Regions from separate parts of the Gossypium hirsutum genome. Here region 2 is linked to region 1. A link is a contact called in public Hi-C data. All regions are on one chromosome and are shown on one strand. Each heading gives the region's core, a stretch centred on a gene start, on an enhancer-like site or on the middle of the called end of the contact. The rest is flanking DNA. Distances are from core to core; before and after follow the strand shown. Region 1 holds the start of LOC107956169. Region 2 holds the start of LOC107954750 (indole-3-glycerol phosphate synthase, chloroplastic).

The links. A called contact is a pair of places that touch in the nucleus more often than the background predicts.
Region 2: a contact with region 1 is called in a Hi-C map of leaf, with 2.3 times the contacts expected there. The contact joins the promoter of LOC107954750 here to the promoter of LOC107956169 in region 1. A contact is called at or near these places in 3 of 34 Hi-C or Micro-C datasets (anther and leaf).

Annotation. Positions count from the first base shown.
Region 1 is chrD07:34,632,842-34,635,724 of Gossypium_hirsutum_v2.1, forward strand. It overlaps LOC107956169, which reads right to left and starts at 1,440. Exons shown (of 1, transcript XM_016891900.2): 1 at 1-1,440. The coding sequence starts at 1,066. LOC121219064 (a long non-coding RNA gene) reads left to right here and starts at 2,005. Exons shown (of 4, transcript XR_005915653.1): 1 at 2,005-2,707; 2 at 2,799-2,883.
Region 2 is chrD07:35,033,691-35,036,573 of Gossypium_hirsutum_v2.1, forward strand. It overlaps LOC107954750 (indole-3-glycerol phosphate synthase, chloroplastic), which reads right to left and starts at 1,485. Exons shown (of 10, transcript XM_016890406.2): 1 at 1,207-1,485; 2 at 889-1,131; 3 at 600-776. The coding sequence starts at 1,353.

The DNA of each region.
Region 1 (2,883 bases), core at 190-2,689:
AGCCATCTTTCTTTTGCCATTTATTCCAGTCTTGCCAAAACTGCTCGTGATCCAAAACTGATGCGGCCTCCTTCAGATGCTCAAAATCAAAGTAAAACCTGAAATCCTTCCCTTCCTCATCCTGATTTGAGGAAGTATAAATTGAAGATAAACAAAGTTTCAAATCCATAACCAAAGTCCGATTCAAATATTGCGCTTCACCCAATGCACACAAGAAGCTCCACAAGTAATGGTTCATGCTCTTGCACCTATCTCCACCACCCACATAAATCAAATACTTCCCACGACTAAATGCATTTTCAGACTCGACCACTGGAAGCAAATCATTCACTGTTTCCCCAACAACAGGCAAAGCCGCAACAACTTGCTCCTGCCTACCAGATGTCTTCTCAAATCCAGGCTTTTGATTCTTATTCTTCCTCTTCCTTGCATTCACACCTGAATGATAATCCCCAATGCTCAACACACTAAGTGTACAATTCTCAGATCTATTAATCACAAACCGCCTATAATCCTTATAAAAAGCAGCTGTCTTCCCTTCCTTAGGCCTAAACCGCCAGGCCATATCACAAGTATTCTCCTCAGGCCCTGGTGCTGGCTTTCCAAACCGATAAAAATGTATATCCTTAAAACGCTCAATAGCCTCCTTCATCATCAAATGGAACACTTCTGGGTCCCTACAATTAAGTGGTTTTCTCGGATCACCCTCGCATTCGGATGAACTAGTTTGGTCAGTACGCTCCTCCTTGATTTCTACTACATCCGTCACATTGATAAAAGTGGCAAATGCAGTCTGGTTGGCGGCCATAAAGTCCTCTCCGGTTTTAACAACCGTGTTATCCGATTGGAAGGTGGCATTTGATGTGGACGTGAGGAAAGTCGTGAGCTTGGTGGAAGGGTGGAAAAGAGGGTCCTCAGGCTCATAAGTAGCAGCTATAATGGTGAAAACTAGGACACCAATTACAAATATAGTGAAACAAAGATTGCCAATCATATGCAAAGCATTTTGTCCTAGATTCTCAGGCCTAAAGCTTCCAGTTCTAGATAACCCAGGACGACCCAACATCCTGAATGAGCTAAAATGACCTTACAATAAACTAAATCTAGTTATTAAGGAAAAAGCAAAAGAACCCAAACTACTAAAATTCAAGAATTCAGCAATAAGATCAAGGCTCTACAGATCTGGGGTTCATAGATCTTGAAACTCAAAAAGCGGCAAGCAATCTAAAGAACTTGACTTACCTTTCTGAAGGTGAGGCCAAAAGCAAAGAGAAGATGCAGTGATGAAATTGAAAATCAGATTTCCTCTCTCTCATACAGTTAATGGGACAGAGGAGTTCGAGCTGGGGCTTAGTAAGATTTGCACTCAGTTTCTGCAACTTTATTTTATTTTGTTCTTTTTTTTTCCTTTAAATTTGCCCCAGTCAGAAAGAGTAGATAGGGATGATTCATTAAACTACAACGGAGAGGGAATACTCTGAGCATGGAGCGCATTGCGCACTTGATCATGATGGTTACACGTGGATTGTAAGATTATGTCGACGGCTAAGATATGTGGGCAGGCGAAGTAATTTAATTGTATTTTTTGGGTTACAGTTGACGCTTGAGATATTCACCGACAAAGCGTAACATATAATTTAAAACTTTTTTATTTAGTATAAAAAAATTATTATTTAAATTTTTTAATTTACATTATTTTTCGATTCATCTTAAAAATGAAAAATAATTAATATGGCATACTGTCATAAGTTAATAGACATTAATTTTTCATTTATTTTTAGGTGATTTAACAAATAATATAAATTTAAATGTTAAAAAAATAAAATATTAAATAAAAAATTATTTTTTTGTAAAATTGAAAGATTAAATAAATTATTATATATATTTTTTACAACACCACTAGCTAGAAAATGATAGATAGGTAAAATGTTATAAAAACCTTAAAACTTTTGTTGTGTTTTTTTAGTATAATTTAATCAATTTTTAAGGATATATAAAATATTTTGATGTTGTATTAATTTTAAAATTTTTAACTTTATACCCAAATTTTTAACAGTGTATAATATAAAAGCTTATAAACCTCTAATCAGTTTTCGATTTACTCCGTTGAATCATTACACTATTCACATTATATAGATTTTGATAGAATATATAAACATAACGTGAGAATAGGTTTTTACTAACGAAGTTGGCTAAATTAGGCTTAAAAGCGGATTTTTTTAATTAAGTTTTTAAGTCATTTTTAATATAGGGAAATAGACCATTTTAAAAGGGAGAAAGGGAAAACATGTTCGATTGGGCATGCCTTTTATATAGGTGGAAGAAAAGTTCATCTAGCTGAGCACGCTTTCCTACCACCTGTACAGAAAGCTCACCTAATTCAACACGCTTTCCATCAACGTTCATATGACTGTTGCCCTTGCAACGGTAAAAAAAAATTAAAAGGGCCAACGGTGAAATTTTTTACCTATAAATGCCCCCAAAATAATTTTTTTTCACTTAGATCCTATTCTGAATTCTTTCTAATCTCTTAACTCTCTCAATTTTCTAAGTTTTTGTTCAAAATTTTTCGATATTCTCGTGTTAAAATATTAGTTTTTTCTTTAAATTATCTTGTATTTGATTTGTTTGGATTAAGTTTTCACGAATGACAACCTCTCTAATTCGTTTCGACAATAAGCACATTTTCGCCGCTCAAGCAATAATGGTAAAATGAAAATTTAATTTTCATTATTTTCGATTAAGTTAAATTTAAAAAATATTTTTTATAAATTAAATTTTTTTGTCTTTATAAATAGGTGGACGATTGTGTTTTGGAGGCATTCATACATAATTCGGCAAAGCTTCTGATCCCTTCCATTCGTGGTTATTTGCAAGAGTTGA
Region 2 (2,883 bases), core at 235-2,734, 400 kb after region 1:
ACTCTTTCTCCAAGGTTTTACCTGGATTGAAACATACTCTAAAATATCAAAATTTCCTCCCAACCATAATTCCAAGAAGACAACTTCAATCTTATATAAAAAAAGATATGGAAGGTTAGTTCACTCTTTCTCTAAGGTTTTACCCGGATTGAAACATACTCTAAAATATCAAAATTTCCTCCCAACCATAATTCCAAGAAGATAACTTTAATCTTATAGAGTATCTATACTTGTATTATCTTATAAACCATGCAGGAGGTAGAAAGCTGACAAATGTTTATTGAATAATATCTGATTAATTCATTAATAACATCATAAATATACCAGATGGTGTTTATAAATTCTAACCCTCAAACCTCACTAGCGGGTTTTCATCCGCAGGACATTTTATGAGTCCTCCAATCTCGTTGAGAGAAGAACCTCAATTTTATGACAAATCCAGTCAAATTTTCGTATCAAAATTTCTAGTATCATAAACGCCGTTAGATGAATGATAAATGTACCATTAGATATATTTATTTATAAAAATAAGTATATTATTAAATTAGGATAATTTTCTTCCAAAAAGTATGGACTAGAAATAAAGAAAGGTACTTAACTGGGTCAAAATTCTCTCTGAGAATTCCTCTGCTAGGCGAAGCCTTCTTAACTTCAGCAATTAAACCAGGCAATCCAGTCTGCAAATGTGCCGCTTTAAGAGACCCGACGAAATCTCTAGTTGGAGGTGAATTCTCGATAACCTTCTTCAATGAAAGCAAAGGCTTCTTCTCTTTCATCTGCCAAACCCAAAAAATCATTATATCACCATACAGTTACAAAAAAAAAAAAAGCAAAGACGAATACCTTGACCTAATTAAAATTGTAAAAATTAAAATTAAAAAAATTTACTTGGGAAACTTCCACATCTTTGTGCCAAACTATTTCTTCAAGAATGTTACGAGGAGTGTTTCCCTCATTCTGTAAACGGAATTCGAAGGGACCCACGTAATGCAAAGGCGGACCCGACGGTGGACGCCGCCGTATTCTAATCCCTTGACTCGCTGCGACTTCGTTTTGCAACATTCCAACTTCCCATTCCTTTACCTTCAAAGAATCTTCCTCGTCTTCTTTTCGCGGAAATATCGTCCCCGACTACACACAAATTTTATTTTAGAAAGAAGAGTATTAGATTCAATGTATGTAAGTAAAATGATTATTATTAATAACCTGTTGAGCTCGAATGGAGGGAAAATGGAATCGCCGATGCTGAAGGTCCATTGAGCGTCTGAGGAAGAAATTAGGTCGCTGATTAGGGGAAGGAATAGATTGAAAGGAAATTCCAGGAGCTGTTTTCATTGAAACTAATCCCTCCATTTTTGCAATTGATGGAAACCCTAGCTCCTGCACTTAGATTTTATACACTTTTTACAGTCGAAGTGGGGAACATGAAAGATATATTTGGTATGTATAAATGGTAATTTCTCCAAGATTTTTGTTTATTTTTTTTCTAATAAAGATTTTTGTTTCCTTTTATTATTAATTTCGTCGTTTTACCTGAATGTGTTTTTTTTGGCAATTTACCATTAAAAGCTTATTTTTTTAAATTTATTGAAATGGGCCTGATATTTTATTATCTACTGGAATAGGTCCTTTTCCCCCTAAAGCGCGTCCACGTCAACGCAAAGTCAGGGAACGTGTCAGCAAATCGCGTCCACGTCAGCGCGCTGTGCTGACATGGCAACAAATCGCGTCCACGTAAGCGCGATTTGTATCCACGTCAGCAAATTACGCTGACGTGGACGCGATTTGATGTCACGTAGCGCGCCCTTGGGGACGCGATTTCCCCACGCGTGAACAGTGCAATGATATTTTTTTTACCGTTGCCCCCCCTAACGGTCAAAAAAAAATCTATAAATACCCCCACCCTTTATTTTTTCACAAACTAATTATTTTCTCAATTTGCTCTCAATTTGCTCTCAAATTCCTTCCAAATTTCTCTCAAATCTATATTTAATCTCAATTTGCTCTCAATTTCCTCTTAAATCCCTATTTTTAAATATTTTTAAATTTTTTTTTAAATCGTAAAAATTTATACGATTTCAGCAATGGCCTGAAAATTGACTCGTCTTAATAAGCAGCACATATCCGTCGAGTAAATGAAAATGGTAAGTGTTAAATTTAATTTTTAAATATTATTTAAGATTTTTTTATTTATGCATTTTTAGATAATTATTAATTTATTATTTGTTATAAAAGTCTGTAGATCGGATATTGGAATGCTATATCCGGAATATGCATGCTCCTCTATCACCGTTGGTAGAGAACTACTTGCGGGAAGTGGGTTTTTGGCACGTGGCGACGGCAGGTCGGGGATGCAAGTTAGACCCAAAACTTATCAGTGCGTTGATCGAGAGGTGGAGACCGGAGACGCACACATTCCATCTTCCATGTGGAGAGTGCACTATCACTTTGGAAGATGTCAGTCTGCAATTGGGATTGTCGGTGGACGGGTACCCAGTTACCGGGTCTGTCCAATCTACCGATTGGGGAGTGGTGTGCTACGAGCTTTTGGGTGCTATTCTAGAGAAAATGGACGGAGGTCGGATAGAGATAAGCTAGTTACGAGACACATCCCCGGATCCGGATGATGATTCAACCGAAGTAGAAAGAATTTGATATGCTCGGGCATACATTCTTCAGATAATTTGAGGTTATTTGATGCCGGACTTGTCACGGAGCCGCGTACATCTAAGATGACTACTGAAACTCGTTGATTTTAGAGCAGCTAGTAAATTGAGTTGGGGGTCTGCCGTCTTGGCAGCATTATATCGGGAGATCTGTGGGGCGACGCGACTGAGTAAAGAAAAATCGGAGGTTGCCTGTCACTACTACAGTCATGGGCAC